2 separate regions of the Sus scrofa genome follow, and region 2 is linked to region 1. The links are chromatin contacts, called in public HiChIP or PLAC-seq maps. All regions are on one chromosome and are shown on one strand. Each heading gives the region's core, a stretch centred on a gene start, on an enhancer-like site or on the middle of the called end of the contact. The rest is flanking DNA. Distances are from core to core; before and after follow the strand shown.

Region 1 (5,193 bases), core at 115-2,614:
GAGGGGCATTTCTGTGTTTAGAACTTGAACAATAAAACTGCTATTAAGCTCACTTCCTAGCAAGTTTGCCTTCTGGAAATTGTTTCCTTGTACTCTTTTTTTTTTTTTTTTTCCTCGTGCACTTCCCTTTGCTGCTTTTATAGAATGACATTGGTTTTTGTTCTGTTTTGGTTTTGTTTTGGCTGTGCCCGGGACATGTGAGAGTTCCTAGGCTAGGGATCAAACCCGGGCCATAGCAGCGACCCGAGCTGCTGCAGTGACAACACTGGATCCTTAACCCCCAAGGGAACTCCTAGAATGATATCGTTAATGAATGCTGTACAAGCAAAGTTGAGGCCACTGAACACAGTATCAAATGAAAGATAAATGACAAGGAAAAATCTTACGAATTTTTTTTTAAAGCTATATTTGCTGGCAAGCCTGCAAAATCTCCCATCCAGAAAGTGCAATGACAGACATTAAGAACAAAGTTATGGGACATACACATTGTGCTGCTAGTAGTGCACAGTACGTTATAAAAATAAATAAAAAGCTCCATCAGTCACAGCAGCAAGCTTCAAGTAGCCCACACTCATGGCACCTCCGGGACAGGAGAGGCTGTTGGGCTGGGAGAAGGCAGAGGCAAAGAGGCAAGCTACTGAACTTGAAACTGGGTGGGGGAGGGGAAGGCCAGAGGGAAGGCCCAGCCCTGAGCTCAGATTTGGGCCCTTTGCACCCAGTTCAATGATATGGCCAAGATTTTGCCTTGGGCAGATCTGGCCGAAAATATGCGACAAGTTTTTTGCAAATGGTCTGAAGCATTACCTTTGCTTAGTGCATAATTGTTGTCCACAAGTTACAATAAGCCAGTTTTATAGAAACAGATAACTGGAGGAAAATTCTTATCAAGCCCTTAGAACGTCAGGGATCCACTTATAGTTCAGACTGAATCACACCCCTTAGGAATCTATTGATAACTCTGGCCCTCTTGGTAACCAGAAAACATATGATGCAAATGTAAATTTTGTTCAGCATTAGTATTATAACGGGTATGTGATTCACTGTGAAGCCAGACTCATAATTATGAAACTGTTTATTTGAAGATTCTTTTCTCCTTTCAGCTACCTTGATTAAATTGTGTGTCCTGGCCTTCATGCTGAAAACCATCTGGATACCTTGAAAACCTCTAAGAGAAAGTGTTGGCTCCACCGGTAAATTTTTCCGAGCCTCGATGCAGGGCCTGGGGCTGGGACTGGATCTGACCCTGGTCTCAGATCTAGTCTTGCTGAAGCTGAGGCTGCTGGCTCCCTCGGAGACACCAAGGCCACTTCAGGGAGGGCCCTGGGAACCCAGAGCTGTCACTGTCTTCCAGTTGCTTCATGCACGACCTAGTGGAACTGACATGCAGCAGCCACTTGTGAGTGTGAAGGCAGTCGGCTCCTCCCACCCCACTTGGCGATTTCAAGTTCCCCAAAACACGAGCTATTTTTTCCCATGGTATCTGATGTTAAAAACAGGGTGGCGGTGTTCACTGCTTTTCTTACCAGTGTCTGCTGAGACATAAGAAAGCCTGGTTTGGCTCAGCAGGCAGGGGGCGGATGCCCCTGCTCCTTCACTCGGCTATGCTTGCAGGCCGGAGCCCCGGGGCCAGGGATGGGAGAAAGCCCATCCGTTGCTCAGACCTCACATTTTAAACCCTGGGTCCACTCACAACGGTTAGTGTTAGAAGGTCTGGATGGAGTGGATGGGGTCGTGGGAGCTCCCGCAGGTCTGGAAGGCAGAGCCTGTCCACCTGAGTCACGGCCCCTCCACCAGGTGGCATCTTCCCAGGTCCCTCCACTCGCTGCCAGCTCAGGGGTTTACAGGACAGGGACGAGAGGCAGGCAGTCTCGCCTTTTCCACCTTTACCCCGCAGCCCCAGAACTGTTTCTATCATCTAGCAGCTGAAAACTGGGTCTTGGAGAGCACGAAGGCCCCGCGCCAGCTTCGGATCAGCCATTGTTGCTGCTGACACACAGCCAGCCTGGGATCAAGGCTCCTTTTCATCGAGTTATTTGTCCTTTTACTTCCTAGTGTCAGCAGTCCTGAGAACAGGAAAGGCTTTTGTGCAATAGGAAGTGGCAGGAAACTGATGACTAACTAGTTTGAGCTCTGTAGATGCAATTTCAACGTAAATAGAGATATTTACACACATTCCAAGACACGTGTGCACTGATAAATAAGCACTAGAACCAAGCCTTACTCTTTTCAGTTTTTAAAATCATGCTGTTTCCTGAGCGCTTCCGGTGGTCCAGGGATTTTGCTGAGCACTTCACATGCATTTACTCACATCATCCTGACAGCAGCCTTAGGTTGCATGGTCCCATTTTACAGGTGCACAGTGAGAGTCAGAGGTAATTTAAAGGATCCCAGGACTTCCGTGGCAGCCGGTCTAGACCCCTGTGCTCAGCTGCCTCCTCCAGGGACCAGCAAACTCTTCAGGGTGAATGAATGTTTTAGGACCTGTTTCATCGCGTGGGGTTTAAAGATACGTCATCGACATCGTCTGTGAGAAAAGCATGTCTATGGTTTGGCAGGTGGTTATGTAGGGCCACGTATCATAATTTCATATTTTCACAGTTCACAAGGAAGTAGTTCTCAGACATCCGTGGTCTGAGCCTAGAGGTGAACGACCTCCTTCCCCCACCAGGCTCATGGCTAATGGCCCTGCCAGCAAGATGGCCAGCCCCTCCCGTCCTGCTTGGTGTCTGCTCCATGTTCCAGACAAGTGACAGGGCCTGGCTGATGAAGTGAAAGTGTGCCTTTGTGCAGTCAGGCACCGGACCAGCTGAAATGCTGAAACCTGGTCAGCTGAGGGAGAGGAGCAAGTCAAGTCGGCTACCGGTCCCTAGGGGTCCAGGAACCTGGCACAGAGAACGCCTGCTGTCTCGGCCCATCAGCCGCTGGGCCAGAGAGGAAGCCGGTCCTGGAGGGGAGGGAGCGGGATTATTGCTGACACGGCAGCTGGTGGGATTGCTCACAAGACTGCCCAAGAGTTCTGTGAACCCAATCTTTTCTCTCTTTCCTCATCTCACAGTCTAGCAGCTTCGTGATCTTGATTCCATCCTTCCATTCTTTCTGCTCTTTCCGTGGCTTTACCCGCACAGAGAGATGACACTGGCACGAGGCAAGCCCCGTCCCACTGCCTGCCACAGTGTCCGGTCAGCGTGCCACTTGCCACCACTACTTAATTCCAGGCTCCCGGTGTAAATACGGGGCACCGGATTTAGAACTGTTGAACCAAAAGTGTTACTCATTTCACTATGTTACATTTTATTTCCACCTTAAAGTGATTCTTCCCACCAATGGGGGTGGAGAGAACATCCCTGTAATTAATGCCAGTTCATCAAGTTGGTGACCTTGGAGATCTGTAAAAGGTTACAGGGACGCATTTTTACAGGCAGGCTGGGACAGAATACTTAGGCAACAGTAAACGCTGGCCTCATCAGCGTGACTTGGACAGGTCAGCGAGGGAGTGTGAGTGGCTATGCAGGACTGGGGAGAGAGCCAAGTGGAGGTTCTTGGGTGGGAAACAAGGGTTCACCATAAAGAGGATGATGAATCTTTTTTTTTTTTAACCTCTGGCAACACCTGTTTACTAAAACATTATTTGGTGAAAAATAGAAAGGAAAACTGAAGACTTTGATATTTCATGGTAACCCAGTAAACATGATTTTCATAAATCTTCTCAAGTTGGATATATGCTCAAACAACTTACATTTTAGACAAAAAATTACCCATTTTAGTTGCAGTTAGTAAAAACCAGTAAACTCAAGTTTAACGGACATGATGACATGAAACAAACAACTGTCTAAATAGGTAAATACAAATAGAGGTAATATGAAAATGTTTTTAATGACTTGTATGGCGGGTGCACAAAGGAGCCGGAGAGCCTGCTGGCCAGGTGGGAGCCGGGAGCCGGGTGTCAGGCCTTTGGTTGCTGGGTCAGGGGATTCTTAAGGGCTCTGGGGAAAGGGCTGGCAGTGTGGTTAAGAGCTACGGGCAGGAACTGGGCCCTAGGTGGTGTGGAGCATCAACGCTGCAAATAATTGTTTCTAATCTTATACCTAAATAAATATTAAGGTTAAAGTGATCCTGATGAAATTTCATTGCTGTACAAGTCCCTTCAATATTAATCAAGAAGTACTCATTTTCTGGCCTGTCACAGAAGCAGAGGACTATTGGGTGTTCTAGGCCACCCCAAATAGCATGTTTCTTGCAGAGTGAGACCTACCTCATGCTCCAGGAATCCTTGCAAAAGCTGTTCATCAGCAGAGGCCCCTCCCTCCCCTCCTGTTTTCCTAGCCACTGAAGACAAGGACCTTCAGACGCTACTGTTTACTCTGGTAAGTATTCGGGCTGTGAGCAGCCTACACAGCTGCTTGCCTTCTCTAGAACTCAAATCTGTCCGTGTTTCCTTCTTCACTCATTCATTCATTCATTCATTCAAACAAGTCATCATTGAAAGTAGATGACTCGTAAAGCATATAAAGAGCAGAAAGAGGAAAAGGCCTGGATCCCACCCTCTAGGAATTTTTATGTTCTCCTGGTAGAAGTTCTTCCTCTAGGAGATCTAGAGGCAGTTTTTTTACTGTTCCACTTTTATTAAGCTGTAATATGTTTTTTTTTTTTTAAAGGAAGGTTTGGTTTTAACACTTTGGAAATGATAAAAATAAGATCTTCTGTCAAATGTCTTGTGTTGTCTAAGGGAAACAAAAATCCATACATGGAATTTTTTTATTTCAATGAGGGTGCAAACTGGACACCGAAGATTTTAAAATACATTTCTTATTGCCATGACATGATCACTATTTGTAGACAGGGTTATCCTAGCACAGAAATTAAACTACAACAGAGTATTTGCTGATATGGATGAAAACCTCTGATTCAGAGTCACAGATTCTAGAACTTCGAAAGACTTTCAGGAGCACTCCGTTCAAATCTCAGAGACCTGGCGCTTCACTCAGTGCCGCACAGCTCACTAGGCTAGACTCAGAGAAACTTTTTCTACCCAGCACAGCATTCGTTTCTCCACAGGACACCAGCAGGGTCTCAACTATCACCATTGGTTGGAAGACTGACAAAAGAGAGACTTGGATTACAGCATTTCAGTCATGAAAAGACAGCTCTTCAGGGCACCCAAATTTAACTTAGAGAGGGGCAAGCAACGTGGCG
Region 2 (4,987 bases), core at 1,083-3,582, 150 kb before region 1:
TTTTTGTGTGTCTTTTTTTTTTCCGGCTGTCCCACAGCATATGGAGCTGCAACAATGCTGGATCCTTAACCCACTGTGCCGGGCTGGGGATTGAACCTGGGTCCCAGTGCCCCCAAGACACTGCAGGTCCAATTGCACCACGGTGGGAGCTCTGGATGTCTTTTTCATGATAGCCATTCTGACAGGGGTAAGGCAATATCTGTTTGTGTTTTTTACTTGCTTTTCCCTGATGTTTGAACATTTTTTCATGGGTCTGTTGACCACCTGAATGAACTCTTCTCTTCTCCACCGTCTTAGCCACACAACCCCTTCATGACTTTTTTTCCTGCTCCCATGGCATGTGGATGTTCCCTGGCCAGGGATTGAACCTGTAGCACAGCAGGGACCCAAGCCACTGCAGTAACAACATCAGACCCCTAACCCACTGTGCAACAGAAGAACTCCATGACTTTTTAAAAATAGTGATCCCACAGCTGTCAAATGCTGTTAGGAGAGACCTTAAATAGTTCTCAGAGAAGCCATCTATGAAGAAATTAGAACCAGAAGAATTTTTCTTAGGAAAGAAAGAAGTGCTGACTTTCATAAGGACCAACAGACTCCATAATTCTTCTCCTTTCTATTTCACTGAGGCTCTAAACCCTCTCCAGGGGAGATTAAAGGAATGTTTTCAATTTCAGGTCCAAAGATTCTCACTAAGCTCCCAGAATTTAAAACCCAAGTCACTCCCAGCGCCCTAGTGAAACTATTCAATAGCTTGCTACTTGGCATTAAAATTTTTTTTAAAATGGCAAATTTAGTATTAATATTGTTGACATCCTCTCTAGGGACATCAGAAAGGACCCCTTGGAGTTCCCGTCGTGGCGCAGTGGTTAACGAATCCGACTAGGAACCATGAGGTTGCGGGTTCAGTCCCTGCCCTTGCTCAGTGGGTTAACGATCCGGCGTTGCCGTGAGCTGTGGTGTATGTAGGTCGCCGACGGGGCTCGGATCCCGCGTTGCTGTGGCTCTGGCGTAGGCTGGTGGCTACAGCTCCGATTCGACCCCTAGTGTGGGAACCTCCATATGCCGTGGGAGCGGCCCAAGAAATAACCAAAAAAAAGACAAAAAAAAAAAAAGAGGACCCCTTAAACCCTGTTTACTTCCAAGTGGCATCTTCAGGAGTCGGTTGTGCTCCCCAGTGAAAGCTCTTTGCAAAGGAGAATTCATGTCCATATATAATACTTGTGTTATATCTTTTAAAGAACCTGGCAAATATGAATCTTCTTTACTATACAACACGACTTTAAGATCAAGCATGCAATAACCAGTTTTTAATTTCTCCATGGCAACACAAATAATTATATTCTTTACATTATGAAATTCATACCAGCTATCCAATTTATCAGACACAAATATTCATGGAGAACTTAAGAGAGTCTACCTGTCTGCTATTGTTGTGGGGAATAACAAAGGCATAGTCACCTTAATAACCCTTAAAACATGGTTGGACATACAAGGAAAGAACACAGGATGGAATATAACTGAATGCAAAGTTGCCACGAGTACAGTAAGATTTAAGGGAGAAAAAAAAAAAAAAACCAAAATGTTATCTTATCCTTAGATTGTCAGCAAAAGCTTTCTGGAGGACCTCAGCTTTGAGTTAGGCTCTGGCTGGTGGTATTTGGAGAGAGGAGGAAATAGGCAGAATATCCCTTTGTCAGGAAAAGTAATCCCTGAGAGAGGACTGGAAAGTAGTGGTGAATGTGGTAGGAAGACGGAGGAGGGGGAGTGGAGGTGGATGTTCTGTAAGGTGCAGACACAGCTGAGGAGACGCAGGCAAGGACGCGTCCCTCCCAAAACCCACCCAAAGGAGCCCCCAGACAGGCCCGCGATGGCTGTTCTCACAGCTGCGGCAGAGTGAGTGGCGTGGGCTTGAGGATGTCAGCAACAGGAGCAAACCAGCAGCCCGTGACATGGGACTTCTTCCTCCTGCCCATGGCTCTATCCCGACTCCACACGTGCTTCTTGCTGCTCTTTCCATCTCTTTCCTTCAGTGACCAGCTTCTGTCCCATTAACCCCTCACGGCCACGTCAGTGACTGTAGTCTGCGTCATTTTATTAACACAGTCAAGGCTTCCTGACCACACCCTCCATAAAGCAGAGGGCAGTCTGCACTTGTACAGAATACAGGAGAGTCATGCTGCTGTTAGGACTACATTTTTGCATGCTTTGTACCCCTGCGCTGATGACATCATTCTTTGCAGATTTATTAGCTACTTTGCAGGTCATGACAACTATAGTCCAGTTCATCTTAATCTGTTCAACTGTAAAAACGTGACTTCAGAACATTTGTCTGTAAGAGGCTAGTAAGCCTTGAATCACTTCATCCTTTCCACAGGACCAGCATTCAACTCTGTGACTCAACCATGCTCCTCTATAATTTTTTTTTTAACTTCTGCATCCTCTTCCCTGCTTGAAATTACCCACACCTACTTCTTCTGTGCTCCCTAGATCAATATAAGGATTGGGTGGTGACAGAAGTGAGCAAAGAGGAGAGAAGGAATTGACATAGCCCTACTTATTCAAGCCCTTAGGAGGACTTGGGAGAAATTTGTCTGTGCAGTGGGACAAATGTCATGAGCTCTCTGCCCTTGGCACAGTTCATGCTCAGAGGTACCGGCAGCAAAGAGGGGGTGAGATGACCCCCTAACTCTCCTCTGGCACGTTGCCCTGTCCCCCACCCCCATGCTCTTGGCAGATAGTGTTCATCAGTCATATCCCCTTGCCATGAGCTGGGACCATTTTAGAATCATTTGGCAGTTGTCAAAGTTGGCCACAGGATGAAACCCATTTGCCCTCTCTGAGCTAGGAGCTCATACATGCAAGAGCCTCCCTAGACCACTGGCTACACGACTGACCACAGGCCAGCCCAAGAATGCTGAGCATCCCATTACTACCTGAGGGCTAGTGCTCACGCCACTCAGTTAGTGTTGGCTCTAAGTTGGTATCACACAAGCCGCACAGGCAGACATTCCCTCTGTAGTAGGTCAAGAAACAGACCGATAACTATTTGGAACAAATACAGTTAAGTTTTCTACCATGTAGACTTTTTGAAATGGGCCACTTACTTGCCCGGGCTCATCATGCCAGCCCTGCTGTCACAGCAACCTCTATGATTTGAGGTGGCTTTCTACAAGCATCACCAACCCATGACAAGGGCACAGCCCAACGTTAGTGACTAAGCATAAGCAAACATGGTTATATTCATTTCAAGAAAACTTATGTAAGGGGGGAAGCTGAGATGCCTGTTTTCATAATAGAAGAATGTCCCCTTCCCAGGTGTGAGGTCCGCTGGGGCTGTGGCTCCAGGGCTCCTTCAAGGTCCTGACAAGGGCTCCAAGCCCACATCTGGGTGTTCTTCTGAGGTGGTAGCTCTTGGCCCAAGCCTGTGGGTACAGAGAGAAGCCCACCCCTTGTCCACCTGGGCAGTGAGAAGGGAAGGGAAAGAGGAGCAAAGGACAGAGGAGCAAAGGAAGCGGATGGAAGAAAGGAAGAAAACCAGGAAAGAACTAGGCGGGTAAGATGAGGGAATGAGCAGCAGAGGAACGAGGAGGACAGAAGGAAGGAGGCTCTGTGTCCCACGCACCGTTACTGGAAGCAGTATGTCTCCTAAAGGTACAGTAAGGAAAGTGAGTCATTTCCGTAGACCAGAGAGACAAGGAGCCCTGGTCAGGAGAAGCTGGCAGAAAGAAGAGGCCAACGATTGCCTGGGAGGTGCCAGAGCAAAAGACAGCCCAGGATGACTTGGGAACAGACCAGGTCAATGACGTTTTCCCTCAGGAGTTTTACTCCCATCCGGAGGCCCTGAGCCCCACATAACTGGCCCCTCCAACCTGCCTCCAGGAGCCTCCACCTCTACACCGGCCCTTAGCCTGTCCTGATCTGTTCTTCCAGCTGAAGCCCCACCCCCAGCAGCAGGGCGACATCCCTGTGGGGCTTCAGCTGAGGTGCTTTCAGCTGAGGTGCCCCTGTTCATACAGTCCAGCTGGGGCAGCAAAAGCTGTCTCCTGGGAAGAGATGGTCTCAGAAGTGAAGTTGGGGACTCCAGAAGCATCTCCTGCTAAACTTTGATAATGTTCAGTGATGTTACATAGGTAGCACTCTCAGCAGGGGGGTTGGCCCGCCATGAAAATACTTTTTGGTCCTTTTTCCACAACAACATCATTATATATCCTCTCAGTTTCTGATCTTGGATAACTCACAATAGGAATAGCCTGTAACTGCCCTGGATGCCCCCACCTACTTGTGGTGTTTATACATGCTTTTTAGGAGACTTAAATAATTTAGAGACAAAGCTGGAGATGGATGGGTGAATGGAAGAAAAGATGGAGGGACCGACTGATGAACAAAGAGTATGCTTACCAATCAAAAGAGGGAAATAGAGAAGGAATCCAGGAGAGGAAAGACTAAGAGAGGCGTTTTACAGTTTATTAGATGTTAATTTAAAGAAAGTGAAATTAGAATAGCATTGAATTTTGGATGCTCCTTTGCTAATTTACTTTCGTCAGTTAAATGACTTTTGCATGTTAGGCCAACGAAGTACCTACTCTGAATTTCATCATGTGAGAAAGTACACCATGAGCTCAAGAAAAAAGGGAAGTTTTTAATGTACGCCGACAAGGGACTAGGGTAATTGGGGACCATTCAGGAGCCGCACACAGCACTCCAAGGAAGAATGGCAGGGGCAGCAACACATCAGCGACAGAAGAGGAGAGACAAGGAAATCTTTGAAAAATATTGAAGTACAAAGAGCACATCTTAACAATAGAGAAGTGTGTGCGAGAGAGAGGAACGAGATGAAGATGAAAACAGGGTTCTGAAATCGCCAATACAGGATGAGACGTTTGTAAGGGAGATAGAAATAATAGGAATTTCCATTGTGGGTTAGCAAGTTAAGAACCCCACTAGTATCCATGAGGATGTGGGTTCAATTCTCACCTCGTTCAGT

The links. HiChIP or PLAC-seq counts read pairs in DNA pulled down with a chosen protein or histone mark.
Region 2: an H3K27ac HiChIP or PLAC-seq map of alveolar macrophages shows a contact between it and region 1. The contact joins two enhancer-like sites. A contact is called at or near these places in 1 of 47 Hi-C or Micro-C datasets (liver) and 1 of 2 datasets of contacts at active chromatin or transcription factors (alveolar macrophages).

Annotation. Positions count from the first base shown.
Region 1 is chr1:4,890,027-4,895,219 of Sscrofa11.1, reverse strand. It overlaps LOC106506356 (a long non-coding RNA gene), which reads right to left. Exons shown (of 2, transcript XR_001301609.2): 2 at 1-5,095. Among named protein-coding and RNA genes, the nearest start is that of QKI, 9.4 kb to the right of the region's middle. Within about 2 kb of position 1,364, at least 36 of the 83 cell types and tissues checked have an H3K27ac peak or open chromatin away from gene starts, as enhancers often do. A contact at or near this core is called in alveolar macrophages, where this site is marked.
Region 2 is chr1:5,046,091-5,051,077 of Sscrofa11.1, reverse strand. All of the region lies in intron 4 of PACRG (parkin coregulated gene protein), which reads left to right. Among named protein-coding and RNA genes, the nearest start is that of QKI, 170 kb to the right of the region's middle. Within about 2 kb of position 2,332, at least 2 of the 83 cell types and tissues checked have an H3K27ac peak or open chromatin away from gene starts, as enhancers often do. A contact at or near this core is called in alveolar macrophages, where this site is marked.